Regions from separate parts of the Mus musculus genome. Here regions 2 and 3 are each linked to region 1. A link is a contact called in public promoter capture Hi-C data. All regions are on one chromosome and are shown on one strand. Each heading gives the region's core, a stretch centred on a gene start, on an enhancer-like site or on the middle of the called end of the contact. The rest is flanking DNA. Distances are from core to core; before and after follow the strand shown.

Region 1 (4,758 bases), core at 785-3,284:
CAAGTCTTCTCCTTTGACATTGAAATGTGATCACAGGCCAAGTGGAGTGGTGCAGGCCTTTAATCTGTGCTCAGGAGGCTGAGGCACAGGGATCACTGGGATTTTGAAGCCAACCTGGTTTACAAAGCAAGTTCCAGGACAGCCAGGATTGTTAATGCAAAGAAAGGCTGTCTCAAAGAACCAAAAAAGAAAGGGAGGGAGGGAGGAACAGGAGGAGGAAGAAAGGGACGGAGGGAAGGACAGGAACCACTTACTGAACCCAGAGCTCACTGACTGCTGCCTTGCTAAGGGATCTTCCGGGCGCCCGCCTCTGTCAGGAGGTTTCCAGTGTGTGCCATGGCATCTGGTTCTAGAGACCCACATTCAGGTTCTCAAGATTGCATTGTAGGCCTTTGTTAAGTGATACTACTCTCCAGCCTTTAGCTGTCTGTGTGTTTATTTACTTTTATGATTTTTTTTTCCCTATCTGAATGGGCTGGAGAGAAAGCTCAGCACTTAAGTGATGATGTCGCAAACACATGCAGCTCCATTTCCAGGGGGTCCCACACCCCCTTCTGGTCTCAGGGCACTGCATGCACACAGTGCACCAATATAGCAAAACACATTTTTAAGACATTTTTTGGGCTGACTGGAGTGAGTGGGGCTGACTGGAGTGAGCAGAGGTCCTAAAAAAAAATTAAATTGCCAACAACCACATGAAGGCTCACAACCATCTGTACAGCTACAGTGTACTCATATACAAAAATAAGTAAATAAATCTTTTTAAAAAGACATCTTTTAAAAAAATCTCATCTGAATAACTGCATAACTGGTAAAAAAATAATGTTTATAATAAAGTCTGCTTTAAAAGTTAAAATGCATTCTACAACTTAAATTTATTCTATCAATGATTTGGGGGCAGTGGTTTCTACGGGGTTTTTTTAAATTAATTTTGTTATTTGTCAGTTTCACAAGTCTGTAATGTAGTCTGATTTCTGCCATCCTACACACCATCTCCTGTCTCATTTTGAACACTACCACTTGGGTCCCTACTGTTCCTTCCCAGGTTCATCATCTTCAGTTTGTGTTTTGTTCTGTGACCCATTTAGTTTAACCGGAGCCATCTGTGTGACCATTGGGTTGGAACTATCCCTCACCTTCTGGGGTGATCATTGGTGACTCCACAACATTTTACACTCTTTTTTTTTTTTAAAGATTTATTTATTGTTATATGTAAGTATACTGTAGCTGTCTTCAGACACACCATAAGAGGGCAACAGATCTCATTACGGATGGTTGTGAGCCACCATGTGGTTGCTGGGATTTGAACTCAGGACCTTCAGAAGAGCAGTTGGTGCTCTTAACCACTGAGCCATCTCGCCAACCCCCCATTTTACACTCTTAAACTAAGTTAGAAATATGTGGCTGGTGTTTAACAGATGTGATAATCGTATGAGCAGGTTGTAGACCAGCTGTACGTAGGGGCACATTTTGGGACTTATAGACCGGGATGTGAGTTCTATATATATGCACAGGGTTCTTCATGGTGCTTGCATAGCAGTTATGTGCCTGGCACTGCGCTGTTGAGATTAACTTGCCCAGTTCTCATTACAACCCTGTGCCATGGAGACTGTTACCATGTTACTACTTCCAGTACAAACAAAAAATATGGTTTAGCGAAGATGGCCTTCACATTCCCTTGCTTCCGGCCCTCCTCCACTAAGGAAGAATTAAACCACTTAAAGAATGCCTGATGGTGCCTTTTCTTGCTTCTCACTGACCAGAGAGGCCATTGAACTCAGGGCTCCCTCCCTCCCAAGTCTGTATCCCACTTTGAAGTTCTTTAAAGTAAGTTGATAAGTCTCAGGGTCCCTCAGTTCTAAGTTTGTGTGTGTGTGTGTGTGTGTGTGTGTGTGTGTGTGTGTGTGTGTGTGTGTGTGCCCAATGAGCAGCCACAACTCAAACGGGCTCAAAGCTGAATAGTGGGCAGGGCTGGTGGAGGGGCGGGGCATATCAGCGGGCTCCTATAGTTGCTGCTTGGACTAAGCTATCTCATGAAGAACCATGAGCTGGACTTGTCCGCGTTGTCAGCAACCCGTTTACTTTGGTAAGGCTGGGACCTAGGAGGAGTAAAGGCAACCTTGAGCCCCCGGGTCCCCTGTATTTGTGTGTGTGTGTGTGTGTGTGTGTGTGTGTGTGTGTGTGTGTGTGTGTGTCTCTCGCGCGCGCTTGCGCTTGAAAACAAAGTGCCTGCCACACCTCCAAGAGCCCAAGCAAGAGACACCAGGGTGGGATGGAGCTTCTTCCTGGAAACAATATTCATTGTCTCCAGGGAGCGAGGCTGGCTGGGCCGGTTTTCCCAGAAGGCTGAAAGGGCAAAAGCAGGGCTGGGCTGGATTTTTTGCAGCCCGAACCCACCTTGTTCCCCACAGCTGAGAAGGTGAGCTCCTTAGGCAAGAACTGGCACCGTTTCTGCCTGAAATGTGAGCGCTGTCACAGCATCTTGTCCCCTGGCGGGCATGCAGAGGTGAGGCCTGGCCAGGGTGACAGTCCTCTGTCACACCCCTACTCCTATAGACCCCAATTTCAGCCTTGGAGACCTGTCAAAGGCAAAGGAACCTCCACAAACAAGCTCGGGGTGACCCACCCATTGAGCCTCATGTGAGCCAGAGTTTGACAGGCTCAGAGCTGCTGCTGACCCATGGTTCTGAGGGAGGGGTACGCAGCTGCTCTGTCTCCCACCTCTACCCCTATTCCACAATGGCAATTGGACACGCTAGCCTACCACCCATCCCTACAAGATCCATCAGACTAGCTGCAGTGCACATATGCACCTGACAGCTTGGATTGAGAAAGCCTGTACAGGCATGCATGTCCCTTTGGCCCTGAGTGACCCTTCCCTCTGCCTGTGCTTGTGCCCAGCACAACGGGAGACCATACTGCCACAAGCCTTGCTATGGGGCTCTCTTTGGACCTAGAGGTAAGTTCCAGCCTAGAAGGGGCCAGGGGCCACAAACTTTCCTTGTGGCTAGGAACTAGAGCCTGACCTCCATTATTGGGTCTTCTCTCTGCAGGGGTCAACATTGGTGGTGTGGGCTGCTATCTCTACAACCTCCCAACTCCCCCTCCTGCCAGCCGCATTTCCCTCAGCCCCAGCAACTTTAGCCCCCCCAGGCCAAGGACTGGCCTCTCCCGGGCCAAGAAAAGTAAGTGAAGGCAGGCGTTAGTTGTTCTCCTTCTGACCCTTCCTCAGGCTGCAGTAGACACTGTGGTCCTGTTGCTGGCCCTGTTTTTCTGCTCTCGTGTGAGTTGAGTTTAAAAGGTAAATTGGACAGATAGCATGATCACCCTCATTTTACAAGAGATGCCCAGAGAAGACAAATGACCACCAAGCAGAAGCAAGGCTGGCCTAGAAATTGGGCCCCTTCCTCCAGCCAGGGCATAGAAGGGAAAGACCTAAAGCGATGGCTCCTTAGGATGGGGCCAAATCCTCAGATTCTTCTCTGTTCCTGTCCCTTCCTCATACTCCTGCAGTGGGCAGTGACACCGTGCTCCTCAACACCTGACACCGCTGCCCTGGCCAGCTCCTGTATCAGCTCAGGTTTCCCAGTGCTGGAGTTACTACCAGTACTGAGCCATTGAACTGGTGGGCTCCCGAGGCCCTGGGAAGGAGGACAAGGAAGCAGGTGGTCCCCAGTGAAGCTGATGGATTGGGTGGAATGAGTCAGAAAGGACTATGTACAGAGCTCACGGTTGCCTGGGGGAGGAGAGTGGTGGCGGGGACAAATGGGTTTGGGGAGAGGACAGTGCCATCCATGTACAGGTGGGGGCTAGAAGCCCCTGCTCAGGGCCTGGCCCCCACCACAGCCCTATCCGGAGCCTCTTCCCATTAAAGGGCCTCCCTACTTGAAGACATTCACTGGTGAGACTTCACTGTGCCCTGGATGTGGGGATCCTGTCTTTTTTGGTAAGTGGCAGCAGAAAGCTTGGTGAGGAGCACTGTTGAGGCGGCAGAGGGTAGGGAGGTGATTCAAGGCAGGGAGTTGTCCCTGCCCTGCCCTGCCCCTAGAATGGAAGAGCTACCACTGGTCTCCACCAACAGCTGAGAAAGTGATGTCTTTGGGCAGAAATTGGCACCGACCCTGCCTGAGGTGCCAACGTTGCAGGAAGACCCTGACTGCTGGGAGTCATGCGGAGGTGAGCAGGGCAGGGAGAAGGCTATGGTGGGTGGGAGAGAGGAGTCGAGAAGTGGGAAGAGAAGCTGAGAAGATTCTTCTTCTGTGTTCCAGCATGATGGCATGCCTTACTGCCACATCCCCTGCTATGGATACCTGTTTGGCCCCAAAGGTGGGCAATCTGACCCCAGACACTGGACCTATGAGAATGTGTGGACAACCTCCCTTGTGGTCAGACATCTAGACCCCTCCCCTATCCCTTCAGACCTCCACTCCCTTGCCAACAAAGCCCTTGGTGACAGGGCTCTCTCCTTCAGGTGTGAACATTGGCGATGTGGGCTGCTACATCTATGACCCAGTGGACATAAGATCCAAATGAGCCATTCGCAGGAGTGATTAACCTAACTCAGGCTTCCCACCATCTCCTCCGAGGTCTTTTGGAATCTCTGGAATTCTCTAGTCCTTTGGGGAGGAAGAAGGTGACACCCTGGGGGCCTGGGCCTAGGCTCTGTGGTAGATCTGAGTCCAGACTGTCTCTGCCAGTTCTGTTTCCCCATTCCTATCTGGATACCCCAGCCACCCCCACACACTTAGAATGGTGGTT
Region 2 (4,680 bases), core at 2,050-4,549, 280 kb after region 1:
GCAAAGGGATTCAAGCCTGAGATGAGAGCTGGATTGGAGGACCTTAGAAATCACTTCCAGCTCCGAGAGTCTGCAATTCAAGCAGCCAAGCCCCTTCAGGAAGAAGTGTTAAATCAAATGGTTTGACTATGGGGGCAAGCTGATCTCAGAGAGAAGAGTTCTGTGTGGGCTGGAGCAGGGGGGAAGGCTTTCTGGGGGTGGAGAGGGAAAACCATTCCCGGATGGGGAGCAGCTCGAAGCTCTGCCTAAGGAGGAAGGGGCTCCTCTGGGCTGAGCACTCTCCCACTGCCTACTGATCAGGCTGGCCATACTGACTCCTGTCAGTTGCTCTCAGCAAGTGGTGGAGAGGGGGGGTGGGGGGGAAATGCAACCAGGACAGGGCCCAGCAGTAAAGTGACACAGGCACACAACAGTGACAGCACACAACAGACACAGGCCCTCCAACAAAGCTGACCCACCGCCACTCAGGCTGGTCTCTGCTGGATCGTGAGCCGCCTAAGCTTCCGGTACCCTCCACCCACCTGATACTCATCTCTCAGGGAGTGTGCCTGAGAGGTTCAGCTGCCTTGGTGTGTGGGTGTGAGTGGGTGTAGGGGAACAGGGCCCACGAGCCTCACTCCCTGTCTTCTAAAGAACAGGTGAAACACAGGCACTGTGGCCCGGCCCAGCTGTCGCATGACGGGAGGCACTGGACTCTCGGGCCAGCACTGTGTTTTAACCTCAGCGCTTACTACTTATGTGCGAGTGGGGAGGTGAGGAGCCTCTCTCGGCCTCTTCTTCCTCACCTATTAAACAAAAACCATGATAGGACCCACTTCCCTTAGCCCAGTGTCTGGTACAGAAAATCCAAATGCCTAATACCGCTACGATGAACAGGAAAGTGGGAGGGGTACCTAATGCAGGAAACCTTTTTTTTAAAAAGACCTAAATCCAATCTTAAAAGGGAAGGATGCTCATCTCACAAAAAAAGACTGACTCAGCACCAGCCTACGAAGCACCTACTATGTGCTATGTGTAAGGGACATGCAAACCTGCACACAGTTTCATTAATACCTCAAGGAGGATAAAACGTGTCCACAGTTCATTCCCACCCAAGGCTGAACACATAAAGTCTGTAAGTGAGCCCAAGTGAAGGCCCAGGAAAGACTTCCCCAGGGAAGCAGGGAAGGATAGCGAGGAGAGAGGGGACAGGTGACAGATGAGCAATAAAGGGGCCTCCACCCACCTGTCTCTGTGCCTCCACCCTGGTACACCTCAGTCACACTGTCATCTCTCTCCCCCTCAGAACCTGAAGGAGGCCAAACGCAGCCCAAAATCCAGTGCAGGAGATTAGCTCTCATAAAGGCCTCCCTGGCTGCCTCCACGCATCCCGGTCCTTCCTGTGCCCTTTCTCAAGCAAAGCACTCACAGCCTGACGAAGTCTAAGAACGTCCCCTCTAATTCCCAATCAGCCGCCAGACAGATGGGACAGGATCTGGTCCACAGACTAGAAACGACAGGCGCTTAAGGAGATCACCCCTTCCTCTGAACTCCACAGCCCCAGTCCCGGGCTTAGCTATCTTGAGTGCACAGTTTCTATTGCTGGATGGCGCCCATTGGCAAGCCCACTCCCCAAGGATAAGACCCAGGTAGGGCACACAACTTTGCCTGGCTCACCACCCCCTGTCCTGTGCTCTATCTAACTCTCAGACCGAGACAGTGACAGCCCAGAAGCAGAGCCTCCTGGCAAACACACAACAGCCCCGGGATAAAGAGTTTGACTGATATGGTTAGAGATGGTAGCCCAGCATCCATCAGGGGAAAAATGAATGCAATCCACCTCTGGGGTCATCAGGAGAGTGGACCACGAGACCAGGCCAGAGCCAGCCCAACACAAGGGGCCAGCCCAAAAGCTGGGGAGTCTGAAGACCAGTTCCAGCCTCCCCAGCTGAGTCTGCTTCTCAGAAGAACCACAGATCAAGCAAGAGCAGCAAACAAAGGGAAAGGCAGGGACAGGTCAGGGTGGTTTGGAGGCAAAAGATGGCAAAAGACGGTAACATCAAGAAATGGCCTGTGGGGTTGGGAGTGTAGCCCAATGGTACTGCACATGCTTAGCATGTGCAAGACCCTGGGTCTGATCTCTGCCACTGCAAATAATAAAGAAACCGAGTGTACTGGACGGCAGAATGAGAAGAAAACTAAACAGAACAGGCCAGAAGAAAGGGAGAAATCCTGTCCTGGTGCAAAAAAAGGAAATGCAAAGGTTATCCTAAGGAATACAGGGAGGAGCCTCTAACAGATTAGAAACCGAGTCCCGTCTAGGGTGAACATGGAAGCCAGCTGATGCCAGTTAGGCACTTGCACAGAAGAGCCCTCCAAGTTGGGAGACCTGATATTGCAGCTGGGCCTCCAGCAGGATGTGTGACCTTGGACAAGTCCCTTCCCCTGACCCGGCCTCAGTCTCCTCATCTGTACCACTAGCATGCTAGTCTGCATGTGCTCCAAAGCTCCCTTCCAGCACAGACGTTCTGGGGTTCCATCAACAGAAGAAGGGCTCGGTCCTGGCTTACAAGTTTGTGTGTAAAGGAAGACTCGAGGGAGGGGCCTAGGCCAGATTTGGGCGGAGGAGAGAGAAAGCAGAGCGGTTCTAGGTCAGGGGCTTGTCGTGGGGGGGCGGGGGGGGGGAAGGAGGGACTGTACAGAACTGTGGAGAGGCCGTCTTTTAAGCTGGTGAGGAGAAGAGGGAAGGGGCTGCTCAGGGCGGGGGTGGGGGAAGTACTGGAGGGAAATGCGGTCTTAAATGAGCACTGTCCCAAACCGTGGGGGATCGGGGACAGATAAAGGCGGGGAGAAAAAGCAAGGGAGTGAGCCGGGAGTGGAGCAGATCTGGAGGGGGCCGGGGATAGGAGCAAAGAGGAAGGGAAGAGGGATAGGTGGGGGGAAATCTGTCCGGGCAAAGACGGAGAGCTGTCCCAGCTGCTGCACGGACTGGGGGTGCTGGCAGTCGCGCGGCCCTGGGGCTGGCCGCGGGAGTGCTGCGGGGGGCCGGACCAGAGGGTCAGTCTGAGGCTGTCCCGGGCCTGCCTCGGGCCCCTCCCAGAGCTGCGCGCAGGCCCGGCGGCGGAGGCGCAAGGGGAAAGGCCACGCTCACCTTATCCTTCTTCAGTTTATAGGACATCTCGGCCGGTCCACACCCGGCCCGGCTCCTGCGGCCCCGCTCCGGCTCTGCTCGGCCACACTCGGCCCGCTCGGCGTCTCTTCGCCACCGCCTGCGCGCTGCGCCCGGGCCGAGCCGTGGCTGCGCTTCCAATTGGCCCGAACTCTTACAAACCTGCCTGAGAACCAGGAGCCGCCTCCTCGGATTGGTCATTGGAGCCAAGCAGCTTCCCTTTTTTCTCATTGGAAAGAAAGAGTACAAACCGCCAGGGTTCGGCTCCCAGAATTGGCTGGAGTGGAAGGTCCCGCCCTGAAAAGGGTCGGGCTTCGTGGAGGAGGCGGAGCCATGGGGAAACCCGAGCTTGGCTAGCAGATCTGTTCTCCGGCGTCGCCTTGTGCGTCGTCCTCTGCTATTCTTCAGTCCTTTGAGCTCTGCTCCTTCCCTCCAGAAGTGGCTCTCATGTTCTCCCCTGCTCTTCTACCTGCCCTGCTTCGTACGGACTGGAGGAAAAAGGCCCTAACACGAAAAGGGCACCTTTCTTCACAGGAATTTAAAGTAGCTCAAATTGCACACGTGAAATGATAGAGAAGACTCCCAAGGGTACTCCCGGGCATTCATCAAGTCTGTCCTAGATCACAGTTGCAGAGGAGCAGAGGGGAAAGCCTATCAGCGGTGGAACCGGGCTGAAATAAAATAAGAAACCCTGGTTTGCTGCAGCTTCAAGACGTGGGTCCCTGTAGCTGCTGGAAGGGTGCTGGAATCGGTAAAACAGCTGCGTTTGGAGCCACTGAGAATGAAGTGAAAAAGCAGCCTCATCGTTCCCTACCTGAGCCCTGAGCCGCCGCCGCACCCAAGCTAGTGTTCAAGTGGGTAAGACTGGGTTCTTGCCCTCAGGTAGTTCCCACTCTAATGAGGTTCACAGACTCGTATTAAGAGACGATTAAAATACAATCACATAAATTACACAAACCTCAGAATGACATGGAGGAATATATTTTAGTTATCCTAGTAGCCAATAGATTACATTAAAGAACTGGAGGAGGTCCATCAAAAATAAATCTGCGAGCTGGGTGTGATGGGTTTGCCCCTGTAACCCCACCTCTTGGAAGATAGAGGCAGGATGATCAGGCGTTACAGACCAGCCTTAACTATAGCCAGTTGCAGACCAGTTTGGACTACAATAAGAACCTCTTAAAAGAAAGAAAAAAAAAAGACAAAAAAAAAAAAAAAAAAAAACCTACCCGCCACCACAAACAACAACAACAAAGAAACAACTCTCAGAACTAAAAAGTTACAAATAAGCCTGTGGCCGTTTGTTCCCCAGGAAAGAGGTCTTGGATTCCCCCAGGAGCATGATAACCAAACAATAGTCAATCATCCTTACACAAAGAGCAGTAGCCCCAATATTGGGAAAGATGGGGGCTGGGAAGATGGTGCTCTTCCAAAAGACCTGAATTCAGTTCCCAGCACCCACATTAGCTGCTTCACAATTGCCTGTAACTCCAGCCCCAAGGGACCTGATAGACACATGCATACATACATAC
Region 3 (4,131 bases), core at 946-3,445, 340 kb after region 1:
CGGTCCTGGAACTTGGTGATCTCACGGTGATGTCTCAATGCCGGCCTCCAGCCAGGGTGCCAATCCAAGCTACCCTTCTGTCAGAAGTTGAGGACCCTTGTGTTTCCCTATAGATATAAAAACAAGCAACATGGCCACGCAGAGCTGGGCACAACATCTATCCACGATCTCCTCACATGAATGGGATCCCCAGTCACACGCATGTCCCCTCCAGTCACACGCATGTCCCCCTGCACAGCGTGGGAGGGCTAATCCTAACACTCTGTTCTGTCTACTCCTGGAAGGAACCACTTCTAGTGTTGGTGAGGAAGGGCGGGAGAGAAAGAGACGACGACATTGGAAAATCTAAGGAGAATTTAGTAGAGCCCATGGGCAGAGAGCGATGTGGGCAAGGACAAGGGAGTTCCCAGGAGACAACGTAGCATCTGAGAGAGTGAGAAGGGAGCTGTGTCAGAACCCTTAAACCAGAGGGCTGTGTGGAGGGACTGCTGCCGATGAGACCCTGAGGAGGGGAAACAGAATGAAATCTGTTGAAGCTATCTCTTCTCTCCTCCTGCTACTCTCTCCCAGCCTGACCAGGCCCAGAAACTAGAAGGCCAGGGAGCCTGCTGCACTGACTCTGTCAGGTCCAGGAAGTTGGATGAACATGCAGAGACAGCTGCAGGGGCTACAGGAGAGATCACTGGGGACCCTCAATAATGGCCTCCAGGCACTGGCTGTCCTTCCAGAAGACCAGAGAATTCAAAGCCCAACACCGACATGATAGCAGAACTAAGGGTTCAGTTGCTCTCTTCTGGCCTTTAGCAGTACTGCATGCATGTAGTACACAGACATAGATGCACATAATAAAATTAAAGGGGGGCCCGGGCAGTAGTGGCACCCGCCTTTAATTCCAGCACTTGGGAGGCAGAGGCAGGTGGATTTCTGAGTTCGAGGCCAGCCTGGTCTACAGAGTGAGTTCCAGGACAGCCAGGGCTACACAGAGAAACCCTGTCTTGAAAAACAAAACAGAAAAGGAAAGGAAAGGAAAGGAAAGGAAAGGAAAGGAAAGGAAAGGAAAGGAAAGGAAAGGAAGCCCTAAGAGGTTCAGCATTACATGAGGAAAAGTGTGCCAGAGGGGCTGCAGACAGAGCTCTCAGTTAGTAGAGTGCTTGGCTAATACATATAAACTCCTGTGCTCCATTCCCGGCACCATACAATACAATTCAATTCCCAGCACATACTGGACATGGACCCCTGTAATCCCAGCACTGCGGAGGTGGAGGGCCAGGAGTTCAAAGCCGCGGTTGGGAATGGTCAGCAGTTAGTGCCTGCCGTGCAGGTGTGAGGGTCAGAATTTGAATGCCCACAAACCCAGATAAATGCCAGCTGGATGCGGCGGTCTGCCTACTTCTGCCCTTCGAAGGCAAGGATCCGAAGTCAGACGCGTGCATACGCGCGCGCACGCACACACACACAGACTATATTGTGAGTTCAAGTTCAAGGTCAGCTTTGGCTACAGGAGACCTTGAAAACATGAGAACGGGGATAAAAATTCAATAGCCCTACCTGCTGAGCCATCTTACCCACTTTTTGGGTTTCATGGGGTTGTTTCCGGTGAAGGGTAAACATGCTGTGTGCTTTTAACATTATGCAAAGTATGCTTTACTTACTGATTTCTTGATCTGTGCCAGATCAAGCTGTTTATTATATACTTACATGTTTCAGTGTGTAACTCGGCTGGCTCTATGGCCCGAGCATATGGTGTTACAAGCATGAGCCACTGCATCCTGTCAGGATAGCTTTGATACAGAAATCTGAACAGCATTGGGAGGTGTAGCGCAGCAGACATTGGGAGATGACGAATCCTTGGCTCAAACCAAAATTGACTACAAATCCCAAACAACACATAACCCAAACCCAAACAACAACAACAAAAACCAGGGATTTGATCCTTAGTACCACAATTAACAAATGTGACGAGCGCTTGCTTGCTTGCTTGGAAAAGCATACAGAATCACGCTCTGGACTGTAGCGCGAGACTCAAACTACCAAGACGACCCTCCCGGCCCTGAGCGCGCAGCCTGCGTCCGCATCTACACGTGCCAAAGGGAAGTGCTTTTGTACAGCCACGCCTCCTCACACTTGTCTCACTGGGTGCAAAAACTTCACTTTTTGGCTCGTTCCCCCACCCCACCCCGCCCGCTCCTCACCCACCGCAGCACATCTCATGTTGTGGAATGAGAGCTGGAGGTTAACCCAGGCTGCAGCTTCTGCACAAATAGCCCGGGTCTTGGAAGGTCTACCCTGGGCTAAGTTACTAAGCTCCCCTCTACTTTTCACGAAGTGGTTGCTCCCACTCCACCCGGAAGTGCTTACAGCCGGATCCGGGGGATGAGCTGGTGGCAGGACATGGACCAGCGTGGCGGTGTCTCCAGTCCGAGCGGTGCACTGGCGTCTGCCGAGCCAGCTCCTGCCTCGGTGACCCTGGCGGAGCTCCTGCACCTGGTACAGAAGGGCCAGGAGGTCCCGGGCCTGGAGAAACGCCACATCACTGCGACCCACGGTGAACCCACCGCGTCTCTGCTCCCTCGGAGGCCCAAGCCCTGGGAAGATGCGGGCTCGGCCGCCTCACCCTGCACCATCGCCCTAGACACGAGGACGCAGCCTCCGACCATCGAGGAGCGATCCCGGGGCAGTCCAGCCGCCCAACTCGACGGAGGCCCAAGGGTTTCCTGATGCTCGAGGTGTTTCCCGAGGGCATGACTGGGTCCTACACAAACTTGAGTCTGGACACTTGCCACCTGTGGGACTCAATGTTGCCTAGTAATTTTGTTTTTGGATGCCAAATTTCAACTTCATACTGTGTCCTAGTCCATTTGTGTAACGGAAATAAGTTTCCCTTGTCACTGTAGGACAGCACAACCTCCTGGACCCGCTTGTTCTGATGATACCGATAAACCGATATCCAAAAGGCATTTCTAACTTGGCAGTCGTTTGGGTTTGATGAAAAGGTTCCTTCCCAGAGTGATACATAGAAACCCTGGTTCTTGGAGTTGGGGGACTGGAGAGAGGGCTCGGTGCTCTTCCAGAGGATCAAGGTTCAATTTCCAGCAAACATGGTGACTCACATTTTAATGGGATCTGACGCCCTCTTCTGTTGTCAGTGTGCTTGGCCACATAACTAAATCTTAAAAAACCCTGACTCTTGGGAGCAACTAAGGTAGTGCGAGCAGAGGCAGTTTGGTAGTTGGTACCCCCATAGGAGTTGGCTTTCTCCTCCCACCATGCACCAGACCCCCCCCCCCCCCCCCCCCCCCCCGGTTAAGCTCTGGCTTGGCAGCAGGTGCCTTACCCAGATTCATCTCCAAGGCTGAAACTAGTAGTTGGGAATTAAGCCCTGGGTTTCTGAGGGAGCATTCTTTCCTCCCCGCAGGACTTGTGAAACGGTGCCAGATGCCCAGGGGACTGGGCGAACGGCTCTTTTTAAAGATTTATTTATTTTATGTAAGTACACTGTAGCTGTCTTCAGATACACCAGAAGAGGGCGTCAGATCTCATTACAGATGGTTGTGAGCCACCATGTGGTACCACTGAGCCAACTCTCCAGCCCCTGGGCGAACGGCTCTTAACCACTGAGCCCACCTTGGGCCCCCTCGAGTGTTTTTGGAGTCGGGGTCGTTAATACATCGATCTTTGTCTGCCTTCATAGTGACACCAAGCTTGCCAGCAGTCCTTCTTTCTAAATAGGCTCGGTGGCTACTTCTCCATAGGCCCCAATGGCAGTATACTAGCTGCCAGAATGTCTATCCATGTAGTCAAGGTCCTAATAGACCTGGGTCATCTCCAGCAACATGGACAACCCCACTTGTTTCTTGAGTCTCTGTAACCCTGGCTGGCCTCAGGCTCACAATAAGCCATCGCCTTTGGGGCTGGAGGCACAAGCCAAGTGCACCTGCTTTCTCAGAGGGCCTAGAATTGGTCCCAGCATCCACCTCTGAGCCTTCATTTGCCAGTAATTCTAGCTCCAGGGCAAGTGACACTTCCTGGCTACTTTGGCATGTACTCACACGCAAAAATCTTAAAAACAATCTTTTACTATATAGAAAAAAGCTTGTTTTAAATTCCAAGCAAGCCAGAAATGGAAGCCTT

Evidence for each region. Promoter capture Hi-C pulls out the DNA fragments that hold promoters and counts their contacts. Capture Hi-C pulls out chosen DNA fragments and counts their contacts.
Region 2: a contact with region 1 is called in a promoter capture Hi-C map of embryonic stem cells. The contact joins the promoter of Ppp2r5d here to the promoter of Crip3 in region 1. A contact is called at or near these places in 5 of 39 promoter capture datasets (the 3T3-L1 cell line, cranial neural crest, embryonic stem cells and 1 more) and 2 of 115 datasets of contacts at active chromatin or transcription factors (bone marrow-derived macrophages and embryonic stem cells).
Region 3: a contact with region 1 is called in a promoter capture Hi-C map of adipose tissue. The contact joins the promoter of 2310039H08Rik here to the promoter of Crip3 in region 1. A contact is called at or near these places in 3 of 39 promoter capture datasets (hippocampal neurons, liver and neural stem cells) and 1 of 9 other capture datasets (adipose tissue).

The regions. Positions count from the first base shown.
Region 1 is chr17:46,426,908-46,431,665 of GRCm38.p6, forward strand. It overlaps Crip3 (cysteine-rich protein 3), which reads left to right and starts at 2,035. Exons shown (of 8, transcript NM_053250.2): 1 at 2,035-2,086; 2 at 2,412-2,506; 3 at 2,902-2,959; 4 at 3,054-3,185; 5 at 3,875-3,946; 6 at 4,082-4,176; 7 at 4,269-4,385; 8 at 4,472-4,758. The coding sequence starts at 2,044. The coding sequence ends at 4,477.
Region 2 is chr17:46,701,703-46,706,382 of GRCm38.p6, forward strand. It overlaps Ppp2r5d (protein phosphatase 2, regulatory subunit B', delta), which reads right to left and starts at 3,300. Exons shown (of 15, transcript NM_009358.3): 1 at 3,131-3,300. The coding sequence starts at 3,157. Gm52314 (a long non-coding RNA gene) reads left to right here and starts at 3,923. Exons shown (of 2, transcript XR_003952400.1): 1 at 3,923-4,006.
Region 3 is chr17:46,770,440-46,774,570 of GRCm38.p6, forward strand. 2310039H08Rik (RIKEN cDNA 2310039H08 gene) reads left to right here and starts at 2,196. Exons shown (of 1, transcript NM_025966.3): 1 at 2,196-2,968. The coding sequence starts at 2,374. The coding sequence ends at 2,718. Rpl7l1 (ribosomal protein L7-like 1) reads right to left here. Exons shown (of 7, transcript NM_025433.3): 7 at 3,468-4,131.